Linked DNA regions of Sus scrofa: region 2 is linked to region 1. Evidence: chromatin contacts called from public HiChIP or PLAC-seq data. All regions are on one chromosome and are shown on one strand. Each heading gives the region's core, a stretch centred on a gene start, on an enhancer-like site or on the middle of the called end of the contact. The rest is flanking DNA. Distances are from core to core; before and after follow the strand shown. Region 1 holds the start of DYNC1LI2 (dynein cytoplasmic 1 light intermediate chain 2). Region 2 holds the start of PDP2 (pyruvate dehydrogenase [acetyl-transferring]-phosphatase 2, mitochondrial).

Evidence for each region. HiChIP or PLAC-seq counts read pairs in DNA pulled down with a chosen protein or histone mark.
Region 2: a contact with region 1 is called in an H3K27ac HiChIP or PLAC-seq map of alveolar macrophages. The contact joins the promoter of PDP2 here to the promoter of DYNC1LI2 in region 1. A contact is called at or near these places in 2 of 47 Hi-C or Micro-C datasets (liver and mesenchymal stem cells) and 1 of 2 datasets of contacts at active chromatin or transcription factors (alveolar macrophages).

The regions. Positions count from the first base shown.
Region 1 is chr6:27,444,222-27,448,393 of Sscrofa11.1, forward strand. DYNC1LI2 (dynein cytoplasmic 1 light intermediate chain 2) reads right to left here and starts at 1,917. Exons shown (of 13, transcript NM_001243620.1): 1 at 1,792-1,917; 2 at 1,568-1,641. The coding sequence starts at 1,898.
Region 2 is chr6:27,563,610-27,567,781 of Sscrofa11.1, forward strand. It overlaps PDP2 (pyruvate dehydrogenase [acetyl-transferring]-phosphatase 2, mitochondrial), which reads left to right and starts at 1,814. Exons shown (of 2, transcript XM_021094015.1): 1 at 1,814-1,893. It overlaps LOC106508763 (a long non-coding RNA gene), which reads right to left and starts at 2,870. Exons shown (of 3, transcript XR_002344554.1): 1 at 2,007-2,870; 2 at 1,766-1,914. It overlaps CA7 (carbonic anhydrase 7), which reads left to right. Exons shown (of 7, transcript XM_021094019.1): 7 at 1-357.

The DNA.
Region 1 (4,172 bases), core at 667-3,166:
AGCATCCTGAGGGCTAGGAAACTGATGAAAATAATTACAGACCCAGGCCAAACTCTTTAGCACAATCTCAGTAATTATCAAGTGCCTCCTCATGCCCCTCCACCCAGCTAACAACCCCCCTTCGTCCCCCACAAGAAACCTCAGACATCAGGAAGAGCCACCACCAATAAACACTGCTAGGCACCCCTGGGATTTAATAATATGGAATTACAGAACATGAGAACTGAAAGGCATTCCACAGATCAAAGTCCTCTTCTCCACCCACAATGCCACCACCTTCCTAAGGCCCTCCACATCCAACATGGACATGGCAAGCACTTAGCCCGACTCTAGTTCCTGCTCATTTTGAGCCTCCCTCCCACTCTACTGCCAGAGTCCCCTTTCTAAAACACAGACCTGGTGTCCTTGATTCTCCAGTGCATGAAGACTTCTTAAGACCTACTACAGTGGTTGGTCATCAACTAAAGAAGATCATATGCTCCCCTCAAAGACAGTGGGAAAACCACCCTTGCAGTGATTCCCAAGAGAATTAGGGGATGGAGGTGAATGAAAAGCCCCTGAGAATTGGGTGCCTTCAGGAAAAAGTATCAACCCTTCAGCTTTCCACAATCTGCCCACAACTTACTTCATCAGTTACCTTCCACGAGGAGGTTGTGGTAGCTTCCAATCCCCTTATGCTCTTGTCACCTGTGTTCCTGCAAACACGAACCCTCTGTGGCCACTGCATGTTGACATTTATCCTTGAAAACACCTCACTCCAAGAAGTACCTTCTTTCAAACAGCAAGCACTAGACTGTATGATGCTCAGAGAATAACCTGCCCATGCCGAGCAACCTCACACATCTACCAACACATCCACCCATGTCTCATTAGACGGAGATTCTTGTGTGGTGTCTGAGGGATGTCTGTGCTGTCCCAGTGACCAACCTACAGGACTCACTCAACAAACAAACGGGTTTGCCATAGGAAGGAACCCAGCCAAACTTCCTCATTTGTACAAGGAAACGACACCAGAGATGGTGAGGAACCTAAACCAGTTAGCCCAGCAGTGAAGGCTGAAATAATGCAAGTAAAGCCCCTGGTGAGGATTCCAGAGCCTGCTGTCCTTTGCAACGTCCCTCCCACTGTGCAATGCTCATCCAGATCCAAAAACGGCTTTTGTGGCATCTCCCCCGAACCCGATCCCCAGTTACCTCGTTCCTCCACCTCCGCTAACCTTCCAATCTACTCACTCCCCTCTCTACGCCCAGTATGGTGAACTTTGAGGCTATTAGAGCAGAGAACCAGGGTTCTAAAGCAGAGCTGATGCTGCAGCCAAACTACGGCGACTAAGGAATGTGCCCACAACCCCTTGCCAGCATCCCTGGGCTCTCAAAAAGGGGCACCGTCCCGACTCCGGGCGTGGTGGACTCAACCACTCTCCGGCTGTGCAGCCAGGGTTTCCAGGCCCTGCCGGGCGAGGCAGGCTGCAGGCAGGCCGTAGGGGAGAGGAAGCCTAGGCTCGGTGAGAGGGCGTCCGCCTCGCCCACCCCAGCTCCCCGGGCAACGCCCCGTCCCTGGCGCTCACCGAACACGAGAATGTTCTTGCCGGACGGCAACTTGGACCTGGCGCGAGTGGACACCTCACTCAGGATCGAGGACCTGTGGGGACAACAGCAAAGAGGTGGGTCCCACAGCCAGCCTGAACCTGACCGGCCAGTGACGGCCCGTCAGTCTGTCCGACGGTCCGGCCGGGCCCGGCGCGCCCTCCCTTCGCCCGGCCGGCTCAGCCTGGCCGCCTCGTAGTCTCACCATAGGCTCTGGCCCTCCTCCTCCTCACTGGTTAGGTCACCGGCGGCCGCCACCGCGGGCCCGTTGGGGCCCAGCAGCAGCTTCTTCTCCACCCCCACCGGCGCCATCTTGCCAACTGCAGCCACAAAGAGGGCCCTCCCCCGGGCCCGCCGAGGACCCGCGAGGACCCCGGCCGGGCCGCCCGCCGCGCCCCACGTCGCCCGCCCCAAGGGGTCCTTGCCGCCCGCCGCCCTCCTCCGGGCCTTCGATGTTCACGGGCTCCCGTAGGGTCGTGAGGCCACTGCGGTGTCTGAAGGTGGGCGACGGTCAGGCGGCCGCCGGGACAGCCCTGCTCGCGGAAGCGGCGGCGCGAGTGGGAGCCGCCCGGGCGGAGGGCGCGCTAGTGGCCTCTGCTGGCCGACGGGCACAACGGCACCCCGCCCCGCTCCTCGCGCGCTGGCCACTCCTGCTGCGCCGTCGAGGAGAGACGGGACAGGCTTTGGAATGAAACTGATACATGACAGCACCGTTTATCGGGCTTTTACCGTGTGGTCACACAGTATCTCACTGAATCTTATCTAATTCTTACAAGTGATGAATCCGAATCTCAGAAATCTGAAGAAACCTGACCAAGGACCCAGTGCTTTCTAGCTATCTTCTGATAGCATCCTGACACTTCCAGTCTTACTCACCGGTCTTAACCTATTATATCATGAATTTTGCCAAATGCTAATCTACCCCCGAATTGAAAGACTGGCCTTAAACGAGATCCTCAAATCCTCACAAATATCCTACTTTTCACCGTCTTCCTTGACTCTATTAGGACCATCAGGTAGTGATCTTTACCACTAAATACACCTTAGTTTGCTTTGTTAACAGGTTTTGTTTTTGGCTGCACTGGCTGTGCCACAGCTGCAGCAATGTGGATACTTAACAGATTATTTTATTGATTGATTGATTGATTGACTTATTATTGTCTTTTTAGGGCCGCATATGCAGAATATGGAAGTTCCCAGGATAGCAGTCAGATCGGAACTGCAGCTGCTGGCTTATGCCACAGCTACAGGAACGAAGCAGATCCTAGCGGTGTCTCCCACCTACACTGAAGCTCATGGCAATGCTGGATCCTTAACCCAGTGATAGAGGCCAGGGATTGAACTCATTTCCTCATGGATAATAGTCCGATTTGTTACCACTGAACCACGATGGGAACTCCCTGACAGTTTGGTTTTTTTTTTTTTAATTTGTATTTTCTGGTAGCCAACCAGAAATAGGAGGCTTCCATTTCCTTTTGAAAGAGAGGGAAGGAAGGAAGGGGAAAAGAAAGAAGGAAAAAGGAAGGCATGTGAAGGGGGTAGCGACGGGGAGAGAAGGGAAGGAAGAGGGTAATGGAAGAAAAGCAAAGAAAAAATAAATGTCACCTATCAAGCTTAACTTTAGGTGTGGCTTCTATCTGAGGGCTCTTGGTATCTTTGTGGAAACAGAAACATTTTACATTTCTAAATGTCACAACGAAGTGGGAATGGCAGAAAAACAATTGTGTATGTGGGTTTCAGATGAGTTGAATTCTGATCCTGGCTCTGCCAAAATTTTGGCAGCATGAATTTCAACGGATCCAACAAATAGGCATAATCATCTGCCAACCTGAATGTAAGGTTAAAACAAGACAATGAGAATGCAAACCTATCAAGAACTATACCCCTGGAAGTCGAGGAAGAGCAAGCAGTGTACCTCATAAAAAGGCAAGCAAGTATCCTAATTTTCACAGGACATAAAATGGAGTTGAAAACTACAGGCCAGCGAACTTCGTCTGCCCTAGGTGAAATTCTCTAATGTGACCAGTTTGAAATGGAAAAGATAGCACCAGATTTACATGGTTTCTTTTTTGCAGGAATGCCAGAGAGGAGGATGCTGCAGACATAGCAAATGCAGATTTCAACAGGGCATTTGCCAATGGACAGCATAAACAAGAAAGTGAAATATAGGCTGAATGATAATACTGAGGCTTGTTAAAGACCAGGCCCAGGAGTTCCTGTGGTGGTGCAGCAGAAACGAATCTGACATAGTAACCATGAGGTTGCAGGTTCCATCCCTGGCCTCTATCAGTGGGTAAAGGATCCAGCATTGCCATGAGCAGTGGTGTAGGTTGCAGACTCGGCTTGGATCCTGTGTGGCTGTGGCTGGCAGCTGTGGCTCTGATTAGATCTTTAGCCTGGGGAACTCCATATGCCAAGGGTGTGGTTGTAAACAGCAAAAAAGAAAAGAAAAGAAAAAAGACCAGGCCCAGCATGGGCTAATGAGCAAGGACAACCAGAGGAAGCCTGCCCCCATCTCCTCCCCTGGCCCAGCCAATTTAGAGTGCCATCAGTGTCTTAGATGAGAATGCAGCAGCACACACATAC
Region 2 (4,172 bases), core at 564-3,063, 120 kb after region 1:
AGCTCACTCCCTAACTTCCTTCAGATCTCTGTCCAAAGCCTACCTTATCAGATAAACCTTCCTGATTTCCCCATCTAAGATAGCAGCCTCCTCCAGGGCCCTGTCCTCTCCCCAGCTGCCTCTCTTGCCCCAGAAGAGACTTTACCCGGCCTGTGCTGTGGCTTCTTCACTCCCACGCCTGTGCATAATTGTTTAAGACAGATGTTACTGGAGTTTTTCCCAATTATTAAATGCCTGATGCCTGTTTCAAAGAGTTTTTAAAAGGAGTTCCTATCGTGGCTCAGCAGAAACAAATCCGACTAGTATCCATGAGGACGCGGTTCGATCCCTGGCCTCGCTCAATGGGTTAAGGATCTGGCGTTGCCGTGAGCTGTGGTGTAGGTCGCAGACTCGGCTTGGATCTGATATTGCTGTGGCTGTGGTGTACCCCAGTGGCTACAGTTCCCATTCAACCCCTAGCCTGGGAACCTCCATATGTTTCAGGTGTGGTCCTAAAAAGACAAAAAGGAAATAAAGAAATAAGTGGTCAAAGAATGTGAAAGTTCCTACAGAGATAAGCATTGTTAACAGCTGTTAACCATATTGTTACTCTTTTCTCTGCACGCAGAGGCATGGGCAAGAGGAAGGGGAAGGGAGAGAAATAGAGAAATAAATAATTTCGGTTATTATCAAAGGCCTGCTCTTCTTTGTTGTAATCTTGTTTTTCTCTCTGACTTCTGTCCTCGCCAATAGCTCCTTCCTGGGCTTTCCAATCTGACTTTTGGCTTCGTGTTGGGCTTTGGGGTCCTTAGGTCAGGGTGCTGACAGTCCACCCTGATCCTGCCTAAAAGGAGAGCCCTGGGCCTTCAGGGCAGGGCCTCCGCAAGAGTGGCAGGAGAGGTACCCGCAGTTTCCTGGAAAACTACCATTTCACAGCGTAGCCCAGGCCAGTGCTGTATGGGCAAGAATGGGAAGCTGTGCTTCTGGAGGGGCTCCAGGGCTGTCTCCCAGCTTCCTCTTGCCTCCTCTTCCCCATACTAGACCCCCATTGCTGATTCCACAGCAGAAAATCTCCCCACCAGGAAGAACTCATCCCTTTTAAAGGCTCATCTGATAAGATCAGGCCCACCAAGGATAATCTTCCTTTTTTTTTTCTTTTTTTCTTTCTGGCTGCACCCGCAGCGTATGGAAGTTCCCAGGCTAAGGACTGAACCTGAGTCACAGCAGCAACAATGTCAGATCCTTAACCCACTGCACCAGTCTGGGCATTGAATCCACACATCCTTCATTCATTCTTTTCTAATAAGACCTTGAGACAAGGAAGCCTTGGGTAGGGTTCTAGGGCTGGCCAACATCTATAGGATGTCTGAGCTGATTATAGCCTTTAAGCAAAAGTTCTGGTGCACACAAAACCCTCAAGGGTGACTTTCTACTTTGGAAGTGGTGTGTGTGTGTGTGTGTGTGTGTGTGTGTGGTAACTTACAAAAACTGAGTGGTTTCAGACTTAGCAGAGTGATGTAATCTTTTCAGGAAAGTGTGGCGGAGGCAGCCATCTCGGTGTCTCCAGTTGTTGGCCCAGGGCCTGGCATATTCAGGCACCCATAAACGCCTACAGATTGAGTAATTAAACTGTGCTGCCTCTGTCCTGAAGGATGACCCTTTATAACCCCAAATGAACTAAAAGACTACACCAATTTATTTAGAATCCCTTAGAGTTATTTTTAGTTTAAGTCTGAAACAGCCCTTTCAGTATCCAGGAAGAGAGATAGTGCAAATTCTGACTTACTCTTTAGTACTTCCGGAAGGGACCAAGGGTGAGTGGCGGTATGAATATCATATCAGGGCCAAGTATGACAGGAGCTGTTTTATGGCAGGCAGGTCCTTGGATCCAGGTGGGCTGGCCAGGTTCCCCAGGTAAGTCAGTGTGTCTTCCTTCTAGAAGACCACATTTCCAGGGCTCTAAGTGGCCTTTTCTGGTCACCTCCTATTTTTCTCTGTTTCTGGTGGGAGGACTGCCCTTGACTTACCACAGTCAGTAGGAGAGTTCTTTTACAGTGATTTGAAAGGCAGCAGGCCATAACTGGGATGCAGAACTTCTGATGCCACAATGGAAGGGACTAAGGGAATATCTGGTGTCATGGTTCTCAGCCTTTCTCAACCCACCAACCAACTATTGTGGTAACGGTCAGTGGCCATGCCAATGTAAATGTCAGTTCAAGGCCCAATGGTTGGTGGGAAGCCATTTTACAGCATTTTACAAGATTTTACAGCAGCAATTTGCATTGTAGAAGGATCACCCTACTTATTCTGTAGAAGCAGAGCTACTAGGGCCAAGATAAAGTCAGAGGTGGGGAGACCAGATGAGAAGAATGGAATAGAGTGGCAGAGCAGCTGGAGGCAAATGTTTGGATTGGAGTTGTTTAGGAGATGAGGTGAACAGGATTAGATAACTGACAGGAGAGGAGTAGGGGTGAAGGGAGAGGTGTCAAAATGACTCCTACTTGGGGCTTGAATCTCTGAGCAGATGGTGGGGCCGTTACTACGTTAGGGGAGGAAAGAAAGAGCAAAGTTAGCAGAAAGATGACTTCTAGGCAAGCTGTGTTTAAGGCGTTCGGAGGGCCTCCAGAGGGAGGCAAGTAGATATAGAAGGGTGTGGCGCCTGAAAGAGGGTTGGCACAGAAACGGAGAGGAGGCCGTGGGGTATTATTAACAACGGTGACGAGTGGGAGAGCCTGGGCGTTTTGGGGTGTGCAGAGTGCGGAGTGTCACGTGGTGGGATGCTCTGCCACAGGACTGCCTGATCCCTGCACCCGGGCTACCTACAGTCTAGGAGGTTACCTATAGTCCGGAGGAGCCCGGAGGGTGGATGGAGGTGGGCGGGGGAAGTTGAGGAGGAACCGGATTTGGCCCCTCCGGGTCCCGCCCTCTTGTCCTCCTCAGCCATTGGGCAATTCTGCTGCCCGTCATGGGCCCGCCTCCACAGATGAACCAATAAAGACTGGCAAGAGGATGCTTCCTTCTCCGGCAGCCGGGGATCTGCACTAGAGGTACTTTCAGGGAGGCGAGTCCTGGGTGGCTGCAGCCGCAGCACTGCACGCAGGCGCGGAATTGAGGGGGGGAGCCCGGAGGCCTCGGCGCAAGCAGGTGAGAGGAGGGCGAGGACCTGAGGTAGGAAAGTGGGCTACGCGGGTTGTGAACGCCTCTTATCGCGCCGGGCCTGGCCAGCCCCAGGCCCGCTCCGGCCCACGGTGTCGGTCGGCTCAGGTGCTGGGGCGGAGAGCGGAGGTGAGGTGAGGTGAGGTGAGGGGGCGGGCCCGCGGCGGACCGGGAAGAGCCTTGGCCTCAACTGCGGTCATCCCTCTCGCGCACACGCGCCACGTGGGCCCGCGGCCTTACGGCGAACCCTGGGCTGCGTACAGGGACGTCCGCACTGGCTGTTTCAGAGTAGCCCTGTGAGCGCCGCTTCGCGACTTAGTTTCCCTTTTTATGGACTGAGAAGCTGGAGCTCAGGGACGTAGCCGCGCCAGGGTTTGAAGGAGATCGGGTTTAGTGGACTCCGGAGGCCGCGCTCTTATCTATGAGGCTGTGGGTCAGAAACTTGACTTGGGGACCTGTTTTCTTTAGATATGCGAAATTATTTGGGTCCGGGCTGCGGCAGACCGCCTTGCATCGGGCATCGCTGCTCGCTTCTCTGCTGGGCGGGGGGAGGGGGCGCGGGCGCGGGGAGGCGCCTTCTGTGCGCCCTGGCCAACCGCTCCTACTCCTAGTTGGGCGGCGTGGGCTGAGGAGAGGGGGAGTGGTCTTCAAGTGTGGGAGCTCCCTTTACCCCCACAGACAAACTTTGGGGAGGGCAGGATTCCTAAACGAAATCCAAAAACACGTGGAAAGGCTCCTCCTCCCGAGTCACCAGAGAAACTAGAAAATAGAACAGCTTTTTTTGTCTAAGGAAAAATACCGCTAGAGGCTGTTGAAAGTGCTAGGAAACTGTTTCCTTCATGCCCTTGCAGAGGCAGATGCGAACCTTTTGGAAATCAGTTTGGCAGTATGCGTCTACACCCTTTGACCTACTGATTCCAGTCTTGGGAAATAAGCAAGTAGGGAATAGGTTGATGTGTTAGGTATTGCGGTTTGGTATTTTACAAATAGAGAGGCAGTGGAAACAACCTCTAAATCTCCAATAATACACTTAATGG